Regions from separate parts of the Zea mays genome. Here region 1 is linked to region 2. The links are chromatin contacts, called in public Hi-C maps. All regions are on one chromosome and are shown on one strand. Each heading gives the region's core, a stretch centred on a gene start, on an enhancer-like site or on the middle of the called end of the contact. The rest is flanking DNA. Distances are from core to core; before and after follow the strand shown. Region 1 holds the start of LOC100191788 (putative pinin_SDK_memA domain family protein). Region 2 holds the start of LOC103625962.

Evidence for each region. Hi-C and Micro-C count contacts between places; a contact is called where the count stands out from the background.
Region 1: a contact with region 2 is called in a Hi-C map of leaf, with 5 times the contacts expected there. The contact joins the promoter of LOC100191788 here to the promoter of LOC103625962 in region 2. A contact is called at or near these places in 3 of 25 Hi-C or Micro-C datasets (ear and leaf).

Annotation. Positions count from the first base shown.
Region 1 is chr5:12,802,751-12,806,555 of Zm-B73-REFERENCE-NAM-5.0, reverse strand. It overlaps LOC100191788 (putative pinin_SDK_memA domain family protein), which reads right to left and starts at 2,084. Exons shown (of 11, transcript NR_163963.1): 1 at 1,920-2,084; 2 at 1,734-1,835; 3 at 1,578-1,643; 4 at 1,317-1,469; 5 at 1,103-1,216; 6 at 611-682; 7 at 7-90.
Region 2 is chr5:12,572,698-12,576,120 of Zm-B73-REFERENCE-NAM-5.0, reverse strand. LOC103625962 reads left to right here and starts at 1,400. Exons shown (of 3, transcript XM_008646361.2): 1 at 1,400-1,501; 2 at 1,689-1,770; 3 at 1,897-2,569. The coding sequence starts at 1,490. The coding sequence ends at 2,285.

The sequences.
Region 1 (3,805 bases), core at 835-3,334, 230 kb before region 2:
ACTTACCATATCACGCTTACGCTTCTCTGCAATTTGCTCACGTTCCTGCTGTCGCAGCCTTTCACTTTCTTCACGAACCTTTTGCTCAGCCTAAAACGAATCAATTATTTCAGTATCCATGATATGTTTAAATGAATTTTAGTGATTGAATCTATAACATCAAGTTACATATGTTAGATGCGACAAATTAAAGAGAACACAGAATTCCTTGGAAATATAAAGAGCATCTGACTGTGTGCTATCAATCACAATTACTAAAGATTGTTTCCACGATGCATTATCCTAAGTATACCCTAGTATGAGAGCATGCGGAATATCAAGGTCTCATTTTTAACAAGTTCCTTCTTAGCACGAATAAATTTCAACATCAAAATTGGCATTCCTGTAGATACTATGTGTTATAAATCGTTTTTGTTTATTCAGAAACAAATGCCAGATGCACTCTGTAGTCTGTACACAATTTCACAAGAAGCTGTGCCCATAGGAACACCAGACATGTTATCATAGATTATGCACATATGAAAATCACAATACAAAAGCACTTATTACATCATAAAAATAGCCCCTACTGAATACCAGTCATTAACTTTGATGGAAAAAGTGATCAAACCTTTCGCTGAGTCTCTGATCTGCGCAGAAAAGCCTCAGAGTTGGATAGCTTTTTATCCTCTTGTTGAAATTTCTGCATTGCAAGGACGAGTATAATAAGGTAAGCAAAATTTCACAAGCAGTCACACCAGACAGTTGTGCAAGGCACTGGCACACCCATCATCGAAAGATAGGAAATCCTGGAAATTGGGTGTAATGCTAGGTAGCAACATGTCAATGCAGAGCTCCTTAGATTGGAATAAGTGCATATCAAACTCGCAGGCATAAATATTACATTGTGGGAACAAGATACTAAATGGATTTAGTATTTTGTTAAGTTGATGTCCAGCTGGCGGGTTTGCTAATACTGGGCACTGGCCAACAGGCCAGGTTAAAGCTAATCAACTTTTTTTCAAGGAATACTAGAGGCAGAAATAGAAATTAACTATCACATTAGGTTGATATGCATTCTTGCAGAAGTACAGATTCATCAGTGTGCAGAGAATTGCTTTACCTCTAATGTACCGACAAGAAGCTGCCCCAGCATCCTCTTATTCCTTCTCACCAAACTCGGGTCCTCATTCCTGGGAAGCTCCCTTGGAGCTGGCTCTGGCAGCGAATTATAGTCCTATAACCAAACGAAACAAGGTAAGCTCCACAAAAGCATATATAACCCAATGAATAGAAAACCCACAGTACATCCACACTTAGCTCTAGTCAGTACTCACCACCCTCCTCTGCATCCACAGGCTCCCGTCCCTTCTGAACCCGCCAGTGTTGAAAGTCCTCCTGTCACTGCCTTCAGTGGCACCTGAACCCGCCTCTTGCCCCTCCCCATTGGCATCCTTTGTGCCTTCTTCATTATTTTCAGCGCCATCAACCTCCATTTGTTACGGCAAGCAACGAGATAATTTTAGGGTTTCAACAAACAGACCATTACAAACTGTGCAATCATAACCGAGATTAAAGAGAGAGAAAATAGAGGATACCTTAACTACGGCCGATAGCAGCCGACGCTTCTGCGGAGCCTGATCCGCCACTTCCGCACCCACATGCTACATCATAAACATTGAAAAAAATGTATTGCACGCACACAAATAGATTAAACGAAACGAGGAGTGAGTGGGGGCATGTGAGAAGCTCACGGGTCTCACGAAGCCGCGGAGCGGGCGGGGGGGGCCAGGTCCAGGACCAGGGCCGGGGGCGCCGCGGCGAAGGCCACGGGGGTCGCGCAGGCGCTCGGTGATCTGCGACGGGACGACACGGGGGTCAGGGCAGACGGCACGGAGGCTCGGGGCTTCGAGATGCGCCGGACAAAGAAAGAGGTGTACCTCGCGGTGCTGGCGCTGGAGCTCCTGGAGCTCGCGGCGGATGTCCTCAGCCGTCTTCTCTGTCGCGGCGGCCATCGCCGTCGCCCGTCGGGAGGGAGGAAGGGTTTGGGTTTGGCTGCGCGTCGAGCGGCACACTGCCACACTGGGGACGACGGCTCGGGTTTGGGTACCCTAGTCTAGAGATGACAAACCGGGTTATTACTATACCATACCGACGGAAAAATAGCTCCATTCGTCACCTATCTCTACAACTATTAAGACCCAAATGTAGACCGCCCCCGCCGCTACCCAACGCCCCCCCCCCCCCACCCACGCTGCCGCACGCCTGCCAGCCCCCGCGCAACCCCACGCCCGCCGCGAAATCCGCCGCCCGCCGCGAAATCCGCCGCCGCGCATCTCGCACGCCCTCAGACCCACTCGCCCGCTGCCGCGAACCCCTCCGCTACACCGCCGCGCATCTCCGCGACCCGCGACATCCGGCGGCGTAAGGCGATGACCCGCCATCCCTCCTCCCCACGCCCCCTCTCTCACCTACTCTCTCACCTAACTGCCCAGCTCCGATCTCGCCGCCGACGCAACCTAGACCGACGATATCGACAGAAGGCCGGCGGGTCGCAGGGCGCTCGAGCTGCCGCGCAACCCCTCCTCCGAGCGAGGCCGCAGCGCAGGGTAGCCTCAGGGAGCTCGACAGCCTCCTCGCCGCCACCACGACGGCGTGCAGCACCCCCACGTCCGCCAAGACCGCCCCCGCGCCGGGCTACGGCCTCGAACAGCGCCTTCCGAATGGCAACAGCAAGAAGGGAACGCCGCGGTCGGCGTCGCAGCGGTGGATGCCGGACAAGCCACGGAGACGGTTGTCGTCGCCTTCGCTGTCTCCTCGCCAGTGGCCTCCACCGGCACCGCATAGTCCAAGGCAGAGCCGCGACATGAGTCAACCCAAGTCCGGTCGCACCTACACCGATGACCCGACGTGAGTCAAGCCAAGTCCATTCCCCTCCCTTGCTTCCTCAACGTGTTGTCTTGTGGTCTGCTATTTGTCTCCAAAAAAGTTTCCCCTTTTTTCCCTCCAGAAGATTTCCATTTCCCCCGCGTTCGTCGATCCGTCCGAGGGCCGGCTCCAGGTGTTTTAGTGGTTTTCCGGCGCCTCGGAACAGAGAGTGAAAAGAGAGAGAGAGAGAAACGCCTCCCTTTTTTCGTCGAATTTTTTTCCTTTGTTTTTTTCCTGCGAAAGAACAAAAATTTTAGTTGTCCGCAGCCGGGGGAACGGGAGGAATCTGGGCAGATTTGGGTTCCCTGTCCTCTGTTCTTGGGAGGGAGGGAGAGAAACTGTGAAGCATCACTGCTGCTATGATCTATAAAAGCGGTTGAGTACTGTATCGTGTTCATCAGGTCATGTCAGGCCTGTGACTTCAATTGAAAGTACCATAATTACTCTGCAACCACTATTTCTGTTTGTTTGTTTGTTTGTTGCTGTTCTCTACATATACTCCTGCTAGGGCTGGATCAAAAGCAAGCAGCTCAGCCAGAAGCCAACCATTGTTTTTGGTATACCGACTTCTAATACTTATACAAGATATTTATCTTTATACATTACTGCCGAAACAGTCCAAATAGCCTCTAACCTCCTGCCATTGTTGCAAACACAAGCAGGGCATTCAATTGGTGCTATCAGGAACTATGCAAGCAGAGGATATAAAGGAGATCTGCAAGCTTTTAGTGGTGCTATCAGGAGAAGCTGCAAAAGCATATGCTGGTACTGCTCTTGTCTTTACGCTGATTTAACCTTCTGCGACTTAGAAACAGGAAGCGACATTCAGTTTTGTATCCATGAGTTATCTTGTTGATATGCAGTGAAGTAACTCACATAGATCAGCACCTATTTGTTT
Region 2 (3,423 bases), core at 151-2,650:
TCACCGGAGGTGGGCGCCAATGTTGGAGACTTGTTCTCAAATGCTATGAGTTAAGAACAAGGCAACATAGAAAGATGTTAATCATTAAGGTCCTTCGTCCTCCGAAGCATTATTTCCCTTAGGATATAATGGTTTACGGACGAAGGTTACGAAGGACGTACCTTCATAAATTTATTAAACAATGACGGAGGATGGAGTATAAAGGATATAAAAGAGAACATTAATAATTATGTATTATTATTATTAAGTATAAACAGAAATACCGCTGAGTTACAAGTGTACCTTCAATCGGAATGAGTTGACAATACAAGCGTGACGCAAAAAGCGAATGCCAAGTCAGCGTGAACGGTACGGGAGTACTGTTCACCTATTTATAGACACGGGACGCAGCCCGTACAAAATTACATTAATGCCCTTTACACTTGATAATAAACATATAGAACTCTGTCGAGGTCTTAATAGCCTTTTCATCCTTAAGTCGGTTTCAACTGCTGCTGTCTCGCTGAAGCTTTCCTGCTTGCACCTTCGGCGCTTCACCAACCTTCGTATTATTCTGGTCTATAGTGATGCCTGACTCGAGTCCGAAGATACCTGTTCACACATTATACTCCAGAAACACTATTAAATCCTGTTTTTGAGGACCTTCGGATGCCGAAGGTCCCCAACATCTACTATGTAAAACACCAATTTTCATGGTTCTACGTCCAATCTACTATTACAAAACAATTCTCTTTTTCCTCCCCTCGAGTAAGTTGATATTTAAGATCATTTTTATGGGATGATAGCTAGCGTGCAACATAATCTTCATTAGAATTAAATGATATTAGATGTCCTAGCCAATAAAAAATGATGGCAAAATATCTATAACTTATTTTTTTAACGTACAAAATTTGAACTTTAAACTCAAATTGGGATATCCTATTAAGAGGTAGATCAAATAAACTAAAATAGTCAAGTAATTTGTATGTAGATTAATTAGGCAGTTTTGTTATAAATATTGATTTAGGAAGTTATATAGGCAATCCCTACTATATAGAGCATCAATTCACTTATGCGTCCGTCGTGTGTCACCCTCTTGTCCACTTTATGCAAAGATAAAGATAAAATTATGTATAAATGAGGATCAAACCTTGGCTGTTGATTATATATATTTACACATATCTAATCAATATAACACACATATTTTTATGTTTTCTATTAAATCAAAATCTACTTATACATAAAAAACCGTAGCAATCACGTGAGTAATTTGAGCTTTTTAATAGCTATATTGTAAGTTTAACTAGTCAAGCCCTAACATGATTCGGCCCAAGTAAGTGTAGCCACACATAAATACCGGCCCATGAACATTGACTATCCAGGTATCCTTCCACAGCTCCACAGACCACGGCCCACGGGTGCTAGTGGAGGTATAAATACGGTATTCTAGTTCTACTCCTCCCCTTGAAGTACATCATCACCATATTCTCCAGAACCAGAAAGAGCACACATGGCAGAGAAGGTTCTGCCTTCTTCTCTACCTCCGATCAATCTCAGCGTTGTTCCTTGTTGTTGAGCGTCTCCTGCATTGTTTATCTACTTGATTTGACGATCATCTGTGTTTGCAGTGATTTTGGTTTATTTGGCTACTAGCTAGTATCACTTGCACCAACACGCGCAGAGTAATCTATTATAGTATCATCACGCAGGTGTCCACGCTGGTCGTCACACTCAACCATGGCTGCTGCCGCTGCTTCACCAGGATCCGGAAGACCGTGTGCAAGCTGCAAGGTGATAATCACTTGCCTTGCCTCCCGGTCGATTCAGCATCTATATCGTCGTCCTGTGCTTGTGAATCGTGATCGAAAAGCTCTTTAACTCCCCCCTCTTGAGTCTTGCGCGCGCGCGTGCTGGCAGAAACCGAGGACATCCGGGCGATTTCCTTCGACGAGGTGTCCGGGACGGTGACGATCTCGGGAGCCTTCGACCCGCTGGTGCTCCCCTGCAAGCTCCGGCGCAAGGCGGGCTGTGTGATCAGGGACATCCAGCTCGTGGCGGCAGAACTGAAGCTCACGCCGCAACGACCAGCCATGCCGTCGAAACCGCCCGGGCCGGCTCCTGCTCCGCCGTGCTGCTGCGGTATGTGCATATGCGGGTGTGGAGGCTACGGCTACGGCTACGGCTGCCGTTGCCAGTTCGTGGACCACCCGCCGTGCTACGAAGGGCTGCCGTTGAGGCAGTACCCAAAGATCGAGGTCACCTGCGACTGCGAGGAGGCGTCGTCTGCAGCGTGCAAGATCGTGTGATATTTGTTAAGTGAGTTTGTTTGCTACCTAGTCTGTCTTGACTTGGAGTTGTGTTACTGTGGTTCTGGACGGAAGAACATGGAAGGGTGATTTATTAGACATAAATTCAGAGCTAAGCATTATTCATACTTCATAGAAAGGTGATTAGGCATAAAAGATAAATTCAGAGTTGGTCATTTGTATCTAGGATATCACTGTTTGGTTTAAGAATTGGATCTACGTAGTTCATCTATTATGGATCCTCATCATTGTGTATCAATGGCAGAGTTTGGCTTTCCATAGAACATACTTCCTCCGTTCTTTTTATTTATCGTGTTTTAGTTTAAAAATAAACTAGCTCGCGATAAATATTCGAGAATGGAGATATTATTAAATAACCGATGATGCCATGCTATTTCCAAGACCGAGAAATCGTAGCGTAATGTACAAGATGAGCCTGCTATTCAAGGACTACAGTTCGTAGTGCACGCGAGATGACTGATCCTGCTATTTCACAGAACGAGAGACCCAGAATGAGAAATCGTAGTGCACTAGATGACTGCTGTTGCCTGTTGGCCAGTGCCCCATTGGCTAGCTCTACACGCGAGTGAGCAGTTGTGCCATTTTTTCTGCTTATTACTAATTTTCCTATTGTTTAAGAACTTGGTTCATTCCATGTATAACTCTGTACGCATTCTTCTGTCAGTACACGCCAAACAAAACGAAGCTTCCGCATCACTGGTTTCTGTAAACGAAGCTACTAGGGCAATTGTGGTGGGAGTTTCTACGTATGTGCTGCACTGCTGCTATTTCAGTAAAGGTACCATGTGGTGTAGGAGCGACTGTATGAAGGCATAAATGGCGAAGGAGATTAAGACGACTTCCATTGAAGGTGAAGAGCTTTCCTTTTCCTTACGACACGATGCTAAAAGCCAAGCTTGAGTTTTTCTTCAGTAGCTGAGTAAAACACTACAACCTCCATTTTTTTATTTGACGTTTTGTAGTTCAATTTTACACAATTTAACGTCAAATAAAAAGGACGGAGGTAGTACATACTCCTCGATCGAGTAAAATTTAGAATGTATGAGATCACAAAGCTACTTTCAGGGAGAATGAGTCAAGAGATGAAAATTATAGTAACTTTAACCAAAGAATACAC